3 separate regions of the Mus musculus genome follow, and regions 1 and 3 are each linked to region 2. The links are chromatin contacts, called in public Hi-C maps. All regions are on one chromosome and are shown on one strand. The core of a region is the stretch at or near the end of the contact, and the rest is flanking DNA. Distances in the headings are between cores, read along the strand shown. Region 1 overlaps Cpvl (carboxypeptidase, vitellogenic-like). Region 2 overlaps Chn2 (chimerin 2). Region 3 has its middle 19 kb from the start of Tril.

Evidence for each region. A called contact is a pair of places that touch in the nucleus more often than the background predicts.
Region 1: a Hi-C map of bone marrow-derived macrophages shows a contact between it and region 2, with 29 read pairs. The contact joins two enhancer-like sites. A contact is called at or near these places in 1 of 15 datasets of contacts at CTCF or cohesin (large pre-B cells), 52 of 484 Hi-C or Micro-C datasets (the AML12 cell line, the C10 cell line, ECoMG-derived neutrophils and 31 more), 6 of 115 datasets of contacts at active chromatin or transcription factors (differentiating embryonic stem cells, embryonic basal ganglia, embryonic stem cells and 1 more) and 1 of 9 other capture datasets (embryonic stem cells).
Region 3: a Hi-C map of bone marrow-derived macrophages shows a contact between it and region 2, with 17 read pairs. The contact joins two enhancer-like sites. A contact is called at or near these places in 17 of 39 promoter capture datasets (the C10 cell line, the HPC-7 cell line, HPC-7-derived erythroid cells and 11 more), 1 of 15 datasets of contacts at CTCF or cohesin (embryonic stem cells), 9 of 484 Hi-C or Micro-C datasets (bone marrow-derived macrophages, cerebellum, embryonic stem cells and 3 more) and 16 of 115 datasets of contacts at active chromatin or transcription factors (craniofacial prominence, embryonic basal ganglia, embryonic forebrain and 10 more).

What each region holds. Positions count from the first base shown.
Region 1 is chr6:53,957,059-53,961,234 of GRCm38.p6, reverse strand. All of the region lies in intron 3 of Cpvl (carboxypeptidase, vitellogenic-like), which reads left to right. Among named protein-coding and RNA genes, the nearest start is that of Cpvl, 20 kb to the left of the region's middle. Within about 2 kb of position 2,699, at least 23 of the 459 cell types and tissues checked have an H3K27ac peak or open chromatin away from gene starts, as enhancers often do. A contact at or near this core is called in bone marrow-derived macrophages, where this site is marked.
Region 2 is chr6:54,247,137-54,251,237 of GRCm38.p6, reverse strand. The region is part of intron 6 of Chn2 (chimerin 2); the gene reads right to left. Gm15527 (a long non-coding RNA gene) reads left to right here. Exons shown (of 3, transcript XR_003956307.1): 2 at 1,852-2,052; 3 at 2,994-4,101. Among named protein-coding and RNA genes, the nearest start is that of Gm15527, 5.8 kb to the left of the region's middle. Within about 2 kb of position 2,722, at least 31 of the 459 cell types and tissues checked have an H3K27ac peak or open chromatin away from gene starts, as enhancers often do. A contact at or near this core is called in bone marrow-derived macrophages and muscle stem cells, where this site is marked.
Region 3 is chr6:53,799,366-53,803,791 of GRCm38.p6, reverse strand. No RefSeq gene overlaps it. Among named protein-coding and RNA genes, the nearest start is that of Tril, 19 kb to the left of the region's middle. Within about 2 kb of position 1,576, at least 84 of the 459 cell types and tissues checked have an H3K27ac peak or open chromatin away from gene starts, as enhancers often do. A contact at or near this core is called in bone marrow-derived macrophages and muscle stem cells, where this site is marked.

The sequences.
Region 1 (4,176 bases), core at 1,450-3,949, 290 kb after region 2:
GGTCAAACCATAGTTTCCAAGCTTCCATGGCCTTAGTTATAGAACCAACAAGGATTCACTAGTGTGTGCCTAAAGGTCTAGTGTGATTGGCCAAGTTCCTATCAGGTGATCTTCCTTGATCCAATCAGCCAAGGATCATGTGATATAATATGGCCAATGGGCCTTTGCTATGCTGAATGTAGGGACCAGTTCTGTGAAAGGCATGTGGGTCAAAGGATTTCTCAAACTATATTTATTGCAAGTGGCTACAGAGCTACTGGGTCAGCATCTTCATTGATGTTCTTGAGGCACCAAGGATCTGAAATAGCAAAACCATATGAAACAAAACAAAGTGGCCATAAATTGTAAGTTATAGACCACTCTATTAATATGTATATTAGGACTCTGCAGAAAACTTTGTGTGCCCAATTGTCCATTGGGGAAATTAAAATTCTACACAAAGACTGAGGTTATTAACTTTTCCAGTCATCTTTCATCTTAGCTAGACTCAGAAATGAGACCAGACTCCCTCATTCACACTGCCTCTCACATTCCTTCTAAGCTATAGCTTTCTTGCCTGGGGCTTGTTATCTCCTGGGATGTTTAGGGAAGAGCCTGGTGAGGAGTCTACGGGCTTGAGGCTGCCTCTTGATGAGGAGATAAGTCAACGCTTGATAAGAGCTCAGAGGAGGTTGGGGATGATCTAAGAAGACAGGGGGAGACAACTGAAAAAGTTAATTTTCCCTATGAATGATCACAGTTTAAAGACAGTTTAATGTTGTCAACAGGAAGCACTGTGAACAACCTTCCCTGGGAACACATGGCTGTCGTAAGCAAGCTGTTCACATGTGTTGGGACTATGTGTGTAGAATTAAAATGGTTCTGCCAAGCTACTCAATGATTCTGGTTACAAAACTAATTGCTTTAAATAAAAATCCTTTTCCTTGATCAACATGGCGTGGCAGCTGAAGCATCGTAGGCAGAGAGATCTGTGCGGCAGGGTGGGGGTCCACTCAGATGCACCGGGGGGGGGGGTGTTAAGACTTTACCTTGGGTACTAATGGCTTCACTTAAGAGAGAACATGTTACGTAAAGCAAGCAAGCCTCCAGTCGTTGCATTTAGAACTACAGAGAGGGTGTCACTGAGTTACCACAGCACACTTGCCACTTTAAGCCTGCCTTGAAGTCTGGCAGTGGTGGGCTGTTGCATCCTCTTTTCTAGAATGGTGTTTCTTAGTGGAAGGGAAGAAAGGGTTGGCTAGAAAAATGTATGCAGATTGGGTTCTGGCCAAAATACTGCCCCCACACGTGGTAAGCTGTTTAATTCCCTAGAGCCACATCAATGGAATTGTCTATGTAAAATACAACCACTAGTTAGATTGTTTTGTTTTGTTTTACTGTATTCTTTTTCTCAATTAATTAATTAATTAATTAATTCATTCATTCATTCATTCACTTTACATCCTGATCACTGCCCTCCCTCCTGGTCCCCCCTCCCCATATATCCCCTCCCCCATCTCCCCTCCTCTTCTCCTCTGAGAGAGTGGAGGCCCCTCCCCCTGGGGATCCCCCCCATCCTGGCGCATCAAGTTTCTTCAGGGTGAATCCTCTCCCATTAAAGTCAGACAAGGTAGCCCAGCTAGAAGAACATATTCCACATAGAGGCAATAGCTTTTGTTATCGTCCCTGCTCCAGTTGTTCAGGACCCTCATGAAGACCGACCTGCACGTCTGCTACATATATGCAAGGGGCCTGGGTCCAGCCCGTGCATGTTCTTTGGTTGGTGGTTCAGTCTCTGAGAGCTCCCAAGGGTCCAGGTTAGTTGACTCTGTTGGTTGTCCTGTGGAGCTCCTATCCTCTTCAGGGCCCTTAATCACTGGTCAGATTTTTGTTGGCTTGACACAAACACCTGGGAAGAGGGAATGTCAATTGGAGAGTTACATCTATCAGATTGGACTGTGGAGTATTTTCTTGATTAGTGATTTATGTGGGCAGGCGATCTTTGGAGGTATAAGAAAGCAGGCCGAGCAAGCCAATAAGCAACATCCCTCTGTGGCCATGGATTTGGTTCCTTCCTTGAGTGTTTGCCCCAATTTCCTTTAATGATGGATTATAACATGTAAGATGAAATAAGAGCTTTCCCACCCCAGTTGCTTTTGGCCATGGTGTTTATAACAGCAATGAAAAGCAAACTTAGAACAACCATGTTGATCGAAAGAACTGAAATCGTTGTCTTTAGTCCCTGTTCCTGACATACTGACTCTCCATTTCAGCAACGTGTTGATGTGCAAATAGAAATCATGTCTACTGTGTCTTGTTATCTATCTCTGACTGTAAAGCTGGGGTCTGGTCTGGCTGGAGATACCTTTAAAAAGTCTAGAGTATGCATAGCTGACGCTTGGAAGGTGACAGGCCACATCAGGACCAGTTTAGATTTCAGGAATTTTGCTTTTATGAAGGCACACAATCGTTTTCTTTGTCCATCATCGAAAGTAAGTAGTGGGATATGCTGGTGTAGATAGTTTCACGGACAGAAGAGAAGAAGTGCCTCCTTGGGGCTGGCTGTTCATCATGCAAGAAACATTGAGGAAAGAGTAGCCAAGTTTGTGACTGGCCACCAGGGGTCGCCAGAGGAATTGAGAGGCCAGTGGATAAACTGGATCTAGTTCTTTTCCTTTCCCCTTACTTTCCCTCCCTCACTTTCTCCCTCCCCTCCCTCTCCTCCCTCCCCTTTCTCCTCCCTCCGGAGTCTTGATTGGGTCTTTCTGTGTAGCCCAGGCAGTCACACTTCTGTCTTCACTTCCCTAGCTACTGGGATTGCAGGCTGCCACGGTTGTTGTCGGTTGTTGTCTGTGCACCAGGACAGGGCTCAGCCACTTGTGCTCCACCCACGCGCAGGGCATCTGCTGTTGTTCTCCGTGTATCTCACAAGTCCAGGATTCCTCTGCTCCTTCGCATTTCATCGTGTCTTCCTTCTCTCAGTAGCTCTCGACATGGTTATACTCAGGCCCTTGACTCATTCATAAACTGTTTCTTTTCTTCATCTTCAAACAGGTAACTCTTTACCCGGGGCGATTATCCATCTAAGCCATCCATCCCAAGCTTGAATAGCCATCTCAAAAGCCCTGCCTTTGAGTCCTCAATCGCGTGTTCCTCTGCCCACCTGCCCCTATATGTAGCTACACGTAGCTGTCTTCCCACTCATCAAAAACCCAACCTGAACTGACACTTTAAAAAAGGTAACACCAGACGCTGCCTGAAAGAAGTGTTGTGACTGTACCTGCTGCTCATATAAATAACAACCTGTGCTTCCAGGCAGAGGGCACGGAGACACAGCGAAAGTAAGGCATGGACTCAAGGACACGCAGATATAAAACAGCTAGTCGGAACTCCAGTCCTGGCAGTGTAGCTCCCATAGCCACACTCTTTACAGAGTACTTTTTTTTTCTTCCTGACTGTGAGTAGGAGCTAACCCACAGCTTTGGGAGAGCAGACAGTGTGTGCTATTAGATGAATTTACACACTGTGCTGGATGCATGGGGCATGGTGGTGATGTGACTCACTGCTGCGGAGAGACACCCCACAACCTGAGGTCCAGTGACCACAAAAACAGCATGGCCTTATCACTGTGCTGTGTCTTCAGCGTATGTAATGTCCATAAGTGGAGCACATGTGTAGAGAAGAGTCCTCAGACATCTCCGTGACTAAGTTTAAGAAGTTAGACTTGGGATGGCAGGGGGGGGGGCGGTCTTTAAAAATCCTTAATTCCGAGTGTATACCCCAGAGCCGAGAGATGGTGGGTCTGAATGTACCCACTATCAAACCTGAGGACCTGACGGCCCCCTGAGCTCCATGGCAGGAGAGAACCAGCTCTCAAAACTTGTTTATTAATGCTCACAGGTGCCAGTTAATAAACAAATAAGCAAAAAAATGTACTGAGATTTAAAAAGAAGTACTCTGCAATATAAAACGTATTGATGAAGAAAATCACTTTAAAGCTTTGAGATGGGAGACCTAAATGTCTTGAATCGTAGCTAAAGTAAGATTAATATTTTCAAAAGTCTGAATTCCATCCTACCTACCACCAATTAGCAGAAGTTCCTTATTTCAGTGGCCCCCATGTTTGCAGTGAGGTTTTCTTCGTCATGTCCTTGTGCATTTCTCCTCTTTCCTTGGAGAAGGGCCTCACCTCACAAG
Region 2 (4,101 bases), core at 1,473-3,972:
ACTAGTCATTTGATGGATACAGCTGTAGGACTTTTATGCAGGTACTGTAACAAATAAACTTGGGGGCTTCAAAGAGCATTTGTCCTCTATAATTATGAAGAACAGAAATCAGAGATCAATTTCTCTTGTAGAGATCAAGGGCTGTACTATGTCTAGATCAGCGATCAAACTTCCTAATACCATGACCCTTTAATACAATTCCTCGTGTTTAATGATTGGTGACCTCCAACCATTAAATTACTCTTGTTGCTATCTCATAACTGTAATTCTATAAATATCTGTGTTTTCCGATGATCTCAGTTGACCCCTGTGAAAGGGTCACACAGTCCCAAAGGGGTCGAGACCCACAGGTTGAGAATCATTGCTCTAGAGGCTCTAGGCACAAACTTTTCTTGATTACCTGCTGTCCTTGGCTTCTGTTTGCATCCCTCTGGGGCTTCCAGAACTCTTTTTCTCCAGGCTATCTTCTCTTCTGGGCTTGTTACTTGTGTTGCTCTTAGGAAGATCTTTATAGTGGTATTTGATGGCCCTTAGATAAAGCAAGACAATCTCCTCCTCTCAAAATCTTTAATGTGGGGACTGGAGAGATGGCTCATCTGTTAAGAGCATGTGTTGTTCTTTAAAGGACCAAGTTTGGTTCCCAGCACCCACGTCAGGTGGCTCACGACTCCTGTAACAATCTCAGGGGAATGTGATCTACCTGCCCCTCTGGGTATCTGCATTCCTATGCACAGACACACAGGCATGATTTAAGATGAATTAAAATGAATTAAGAATTGAATCCTTAATGTGATTACATTTTCAAGGCCCCTTTTCTAATGGGAAGCACACTTCTAGGTCTTAGGATTAGTTTCTGACATCCTGGGAGACCACTGTTTTTAATGCCACAGTGTTCTAAGAACTCTCATCACACCCACTTCCTCCTGAGCAGGCCTCTCTCCTGGCTCAAGTTTCATGTTGCTGTGGACAGCCTTATTAACTCATGCTCACAGGCAAACAAATGTGTGTCCGACAGATGACAGGAACCCTCCTATTTGCCTTCAAAATATTCCTTAAGTAGAAGGGAAATATTCACACGCTGGAGTTCTTAACCCATTGCCACATGCCCCCAGGAAGTGCCCAGACGAGATACTCAGGAACCCAAAATGGGGCTTTGAGGAATCACATTTTAATAAATATATTACCTTCCCCAGGAGAATAAATAAAATATGTTCATGGTGATGGTTTTTCTCTACATTTCTGAGATACTGGAAACCTGGAACTTTGCTGGGTAAGCATGCATGGTTAGTCAGCATGTTAGAAATAAGGGCAGAGGTACTGTATCCCCAAATGATGATTCCTGCCTCTCTACAAGGGAGGGTCTTCTAGACTGGGAACCTGCTAAGCTTGGCCACATGACATGCACTGGACAATGAGATGGGAATGGAAATGTTCTCAGCCGCTCCAGAGCTGAGACTTCACAGCTCTTGGATGATTTTGCTAGGAATTCAATGACGATTGAATACTCGGGGCTTAACGAGAGGGAATCGTCAGGGAAAATCTGAGCTGGCAAGGCACACAGAAAGAAATGAATATTTATATTGCTGACTTAAAGGACTTTAACTTTTGTTTCACACATCTGCATGCTTTGCCTGCACGTCTGTCTGTGTACCATATACATGCTCGGTGTCCACAGCGGCAGAAAAGTGGGTTTGGATTTCCTGACACTGAAGTTACAGATGGTTATGAATCACCATGTGTGTGCTGGAAACAGAGCTCAGACCTCTGTCAGAGCAGCAAGAGTCCTTAATTGCCAAGCCATCTCTCCGTTTCCTGTATTACTGTCTTAAAGTGACCTATAAATTCTTTCAGGTGAACTTGGGTACAATATACCCTCATGCCTTCTGGGTCCAGAGACCAGATCTGAAGCAGAAACCCACTGGGTACACACTGGAAGCTGGCTGTGTGTAAAAGCTCCCAGAGAGACTCCAGTGAGGGATCATGCAGTTGCTGAAACATTATTGTTATAAATGATACAGCATGGAGCTAAATAAATGAGCTTTTGAAACACTGGTAAGTGGGAGCAGCTAGGACAGACAGCCAAGCCACCTTCGTGATAAACATCCTGAGCCCAGAGTGTACAGATCAGGTTGCAGTTGGCCCTGCACAGCCTATAATCCTATTTGGATGGCTCATCTCCACCCTCCCTCCCACGCATACCAATATAACTTCATAGGTGGTTGTAACCTGAGCCGAGATCTCTTTTGAGTCATGAGGATTTGCCTGGATGGGGAGTTATATGCCTGCTTTAGCTTCGGAAGGCTTGCTTTCCTTTATTGGCTTGAGACAAAATTCATAGGACATAAAGTTAGCAGCTGTAAACTGTGCAACTCTCCGAGGTCCATGCATGTTGTATCGTCTATTTAAATATCATTCTATTTTCAGGAGCGAGCAGTATTCCACACATGTGTATATCCACACTTGCTTATCCACTCATCTGTGGGTGGATATTTAAGTTGCTTCCTCCTCTGGGCTATTGTGAACATGAACACTGTGAACATCTGTGTGGGGTGATGGCCTCAGCACCTGTTTTTAATTCTTCAGGGTATGTACCTACTCACAGAGTTGCTAGGCCATGGGGTAATTTGTTTGATTTCTAAGGAGCTGCTAGGCTGCTGTTCACAGAGACCATCCCACTCCAGTTCCCACCAGCAGTGTAGGAGGACTCCAATGACCACAGCTTCCCTAAAACTTACTGCTATTTTTAAAGTATTATAACTTTTCTAGTTTCATTTCTGTCTCTGTGACTAATTCCTGATCAAAAGAATCTTAGGGAAGAAAGGACGTACTTAGCTTACAATACCAGGTTATAGTCCATTGTTTTGGGGACACCAAGGCAGAAATTTTGAGGAATCACATCCCCAGTCCAGGGTAGAGAGAATAAACACAGGGGCCCTGTTTGCTTGCTTTCCTCTAACGTTCTCTTGTCTTAATTATTTTGTCCCTCTGCTTAGGGAATGGCACCACCCACTGTTCTGGGTCTTCCTGAATCAATCGACAATCAAAACAACCCCCATGAATGTGCCCTCAGGCCAACCTGATCCAGATAGTTCCTCAGTTGTAACTCTTCCTCAGGTACTCTATGCAGTGTCAAGTTGCCAATTAAAACTTACCCTGTTGGATTTGAGGTGATATGACTAATGACAATGGACATTGTTTCGTGTGCTTATTTAGCTATTTGTACATTTTCTTTCAAAAAATATATCTTTTCAGTATCCTTCTCAATTTAAAAATGGAATTGTCTCTCTTTTTGGCTTTTAAATGTTAGAAAATTTTATACCTTGTGGCTATTAAGACCTTTAACAGAAATATGATTTGCAAGTGCTGTATTCCAACTCATCCTGCATCTTTTCTCCTTGATGCACAACATGCTAAGATCTGAAGATGCATGGTTTATCCAGTGTTGGATTATTCATATTTCGGTGTCATATTTAAGAATCCACTGCCCAGGATAAGATAATGACCATTTATGTGTATTTCTTCTACATTCCCTTTAAGATTTTAATTCTTATATTTAAGTCATTGATCTATTTTGCATTAACTTCTATATACTGTTCACAATAGTTCAATTTCATTTCTCTGTATGGACCAGCCAGTTGTCCTAGCACCATTTGCTGAAGAGATTGTTTGGTTTCCATTAAATGTTCTCAGTACTCCTGTATCAGTTGGCCCTGGGCGTGTGGGCTTGCTGTCAGTGTTGGGTCTGGAGGAACATCCTGCAGCACCTGGAACAATTGACCTCATCTTCTTAGTGCACACCTGCTCCTCTCAGATCCTGTCTTAGCATCCTGCTGTGTACAGCTGCGACAACCCTGGGCCAGCCTAAATCCTCTAAAACATGTTATTTTCATTGATTTCCTTCACCTCTACTTTGATCACTGACTAGGGGTTCAGTTGTTGAAACTGTTGCATTACCTGACCTTTGTCTTCAAGCACAGTGTTGTATATATTGTATTTCCAATTCAGTGCAGAGAGAGCCCCCTTCCCTGGAGTAACTGATGCGCAGAATTACCCTCTAGAGCATGTTACAATGGAGAATTTTATTAATCAGGGCTGGAACTG
Region 3 (4,426 bases), core at 327-2,826, 450 kb after region 2:
CATGGCATGGATCCACTGGCACTCACAGATGCTCACTGCCTGTGGCCTTGGGTTGCCATCCACAGTGGAGACTTGAATAGGGTATAACATCAGAAGGTCTGGTTAACACTTAATCACGGTCACCCATCAGAGAAGGCGAGGCTCACATTGTCTCATTCGTTAGACTCAGCTTTCCTACCACCGGCTCTCATCTCACTCCTAGCATATCTACCAGGAACAGCTTCTGCCATTTGTGACTTCCACCCCTGAGTGACATACTAGAAAGCCAGTCTGGCTAGAGAGCTGCCGACTTTTGTCTAGGCTTGCAGATTTTGGTAACATTTCTTCCATAGTGTGTAATTCCAGTAGGAATAGCAGGAAAAAGACACCAAGGTAGCCCAGAGCTAGCTAGCCATAGACTCCAATCCATCCACAGACAGCTTGAATGTTAGGATGCTTCTATGCCCTTGGGAATAATAAGGTCAGGGAAACAACAGCACTGGCTAGGGAGTCAATCTTGATGAAAGTAGGGAAGGGCTAAGGCCACTAAGCTGCTACAGGAGAGCTAGGGCCTTACAGAAGGGCAGCCATTATTAGCCTCCTTCATGGTCTTTTCCTGTTTGTCAGAATCCCAGTATCCAAGCAGATGAATTAAAACTAGTGAATGAAGGAGCCACCAAAGAAGATGACTAAGGAACTGCTTTCTGAATTTGCTGGGAGGGGCGTTTTCCACATGTGGTGTGTGGTGTGTGGTGTGTGGTATGTGGTGTGTTGTGTGATTTTCCTGCGGCTTCAGAAAGACCACACCAGGTCAAACAGTTCCACATGAGGTTTATTGAGAGAGAGAAGGGCAAGGTGGCCTCGGAAAGAGAATGGGGAAAGAGAGAGAGAGAGAGAGAGAGATATGGAAGGGGGCTTTTTTTATATATGGATGGTGACATAGTCACAGGTAAAGATAGGAGGTGAGCCAAGTGGATTCTGGGAATATGGTGGCTCTTGCCTTGGCAACAGGTGTGTGGGTCGAACCTATGTGATGTCACGGGTTTCAGAGGTCCTGATACCAACAGTGTGTGGTCTTTGAGGGCCTCTATAGGCCCCATTTCTTGCTGTGAGAATTACCTCCTCTTTCAACACTTCGGGAAGAGCTGTAAGCCTAGATTCATGGGGCTGACTTCAGGACCACACCAGGATGTCAACTCCCTTTCTGAGGTGGGCATAGTGGAACCTCTTAGAGTTGAACAGCAGCAGCAGCTGCTGTGCTGGAGCTCAGGAGGGCGAGCACAGGGAGTTTGGGGCCACTCTGCTCAGCCATGCACCCAGAGCATTGGAGGTGGGATTCGGGGAGCAGAGACTGAGACTGAAGCAAGCCAGGGACTGCTGTAGTTCTGGGTGGCTCTACTTCTTGCTTCAAAGATTCCCCCTGGATCACCCCAGCAATTCCCAGTTTTCTTACTCAGCAGCTCCTTTTGTGATGTGTTCTCTTCCTTATTGTTTATCCGTTAGCATTAGTTCCTCCAGGATGAAGGGTTAAGAGCTGGCCTAGCAGTGAGTCACTGCAGAATGGCTAACATCTTCCAAAGAATGAGCCACAGTTTCTCTCTCTTTGGCCTTGACCTAGCTCCTGTGGTCAGCCCTTCCGTAAAGCCCCTCCTTCTTCTGTTGCAGCAGAGTGGCCTCAGTCCTTCCCTATTTCCATTTCGATTCACCCTCCCCAACCCCCACACCAGTGCCTTTTCCATGACCTTATTCCCAAGGCTTGGAAACATCCTAAGCTATTCACATTATTTCATCAGACCCAGGGTGCTGGCACGCGGTGACTCCCTGCTTCAGCACCAGCCAAGATTAGGGGTGGATGATCACATTACAATGAGACGGAACTCTCAGGACCCAGAACAGAGCATTTCACTGTCCCTCTGTTTCCTGTAAAACATAATTCTGGAAAGTATTCATATTTTGCCTTCACAGCTTCCTGCCCCTGGTAGAAAAGGGATTTCACCGAGCACCCCAGCAGTTACAGAGCCTGCACAGGGTGGCTGGTCAGAAAGTAGGGCACATAGAAAGGATCCAAGCCATTCAGGAGCCTGCACTGGGTAGCTAGCTAGAAATGGGGCCACCCAGAAAGGGTTTACACACACATCACAGTAGAGCTCGGGGTTGGGGGTGGGGGCTCTCTACAGGCAGTCAGTAGCTGTCTCTCAGTACAGCAGCCTGTGGAAATGCCAACTCTAACTTTTTTTTAACACAGGAAGGGCAAGGAAGTTGGCAACTGTTTTCAAATGGGCAAGCTAGTGTAGTCCCTTAAGAAAGGGAGAACTTGAGACTTTATTTCCTATACCTTTGGTCTCTGTCTTCCAAAGAGACCAAGGGTGTAGCTGATGTCAAGAACAATAGTCCCCATTGTCACCATTATCATTTACAGGAAATAGTCCAACTGACTGTGAGGTGTTTGGGTCAGCTAAACACAAAGCCGTAGGAGTCCTGCACTAGGTTTTTGGTGATACCGTCTTTGAGAATCTTGGGGTCTCTAGAACTCCATTACTTCATTACTCATTTTATAAATGTTACACCTCAATGATTAGACAGTTGGTGAGTGGTGACAGAACTGTGTAAATCCTGGTTCGCCAGGCTTCTACCTTGTCCCATCAGGATGAGATGGACTCAGTACCAGGTTCTGTGCAAAGATAATGAATCCGAGTCTCCTAAACACAGACACAGACATTCGACTCAGAAAGCTGGGAGCCCTGTTAGCTCTTCAACGCTGTTTGCTTGCTCAAATCCAGTAATTCTTAGTGAAGTCCATGCTAAGAAAATCTCTTAATTTTGGAATCACTTTAGACTTTCGTGTAAGGTTCAAAATCATATAGTGAGGTCTCATCTGCTTCTGCTCACTTGGTTCCTTCTAATGTTGGCATCTTATAAACTATGTACATTTTTCAAAATTACAAAAGTCAGTGACAAACTGCTATGAACTAAATCCCAGACTTTTCCATATTGCATCAGTGTTCCCTCCCAGGACCACACACTGTTTCAGACTGCAATCCACATCTGCTCCAGCCCTGCCCTGTACTAAGGCTGCAGCTATACTAAAAAATAGAATACTATATTCTATATTCTGTGCTCTACTAAAAAATAGAATACTATATTCTGTGCTCTACTAATATAGCAATGGCACTCTTGTACACATGCATAGCAAATAGTATGTACAAAAATGTTTATAGCAGTATTTTTCAGTGGAAACAAAAGAATAGAATACGTAAACACATTTTGGTATTTCTGTATGTTAATATATATATGTAGAGTATTTGAATTCTTTCTATCCCTGTTAGCTTCCAAGTGAATGAGACTCAGGCAATGATTTATTTGGCTTTGGCACAATTACTAGGGGAATTTCCCCTCATCTAGTTTTCTAGTGCTAGACTGTTAATTCCCCAGCTATGCTTGCCGAGGACTTGCAGTTTGGGTCTCCCCAGGTTATTTCTGTTCCATCAGCCTGTCCTCAGGGTCTGCTCCACTTCAGGTACATGCTCCTGGTCCATCACAGCTAATGAGGACCTTCTCTTCTCTGTCTCCCTCTCCTAGACGTCCTTCCCCTTTTCTTTCCTCTCCTCATGGTCCCTAGCCGGGTAACTGAAACTCCACCTACCTCCATTCTCCCCAGTAATTGACTGTAGCCACTTTTATTTAACCAGTAGCTTTAAGCTGAGAAGTCAGGCTTATACAACAAAGGCTAGCATGTGTGGAAATTTGCTCATCTGGAGGCAACCAGACCTTGGAAACCAGTATTTGGCATTTAAATACGTAGCAACACCAGACCAACCCCCATTATATACATAAATATTAATATACACATGTACCCATGCGATGGAATGCAATGCAATATTAATATACACGTACCCATGCGATGGAATGCTATACAGCAATGAGAAGGAGCAGATGCTGTGCCGCTCTGTGAGACACCGCCACTGTTCTGGCTAAGAGCAAGAACTGTGACCTGGGAAGCCTGCAGAAGACGGCAGAAAGGATTGTAGGAGCCACAGGGGTCAAGGCCACCACAGGAACCCACAGAACCAATTCACCTGGGCTCATATGGACTCCCAGAGACTGAACTGACAGTCAGGGGGCCTGCGTGGGTCTGACCTGGGCCCTTTGCATACATGTTATGGTTGTGTAGCTTGGTCTTCTTGTGGGACTCCTAACAGGAGGAGTGGGACCTGTTTCTCATTCTTTGCCTGCTTTGGGGGCCCTTTCCCTCCCACTCGGTTGCCTCATCCAGCCTCAGTGTGAGGGGAGCAACTTGATATGCCATGTTTGGTTGATATCCCAGGGAGGCCCGACTAAAGTTTCTGACGGGAAACTGAGGAGTGAATGGGGGTGGGGGAGAAACTGGAGGAGAGGAGGAAGAAGAAACTGCAGGTGGGATGAGAGAAGGAGGAGGAGGGGTGAGAGG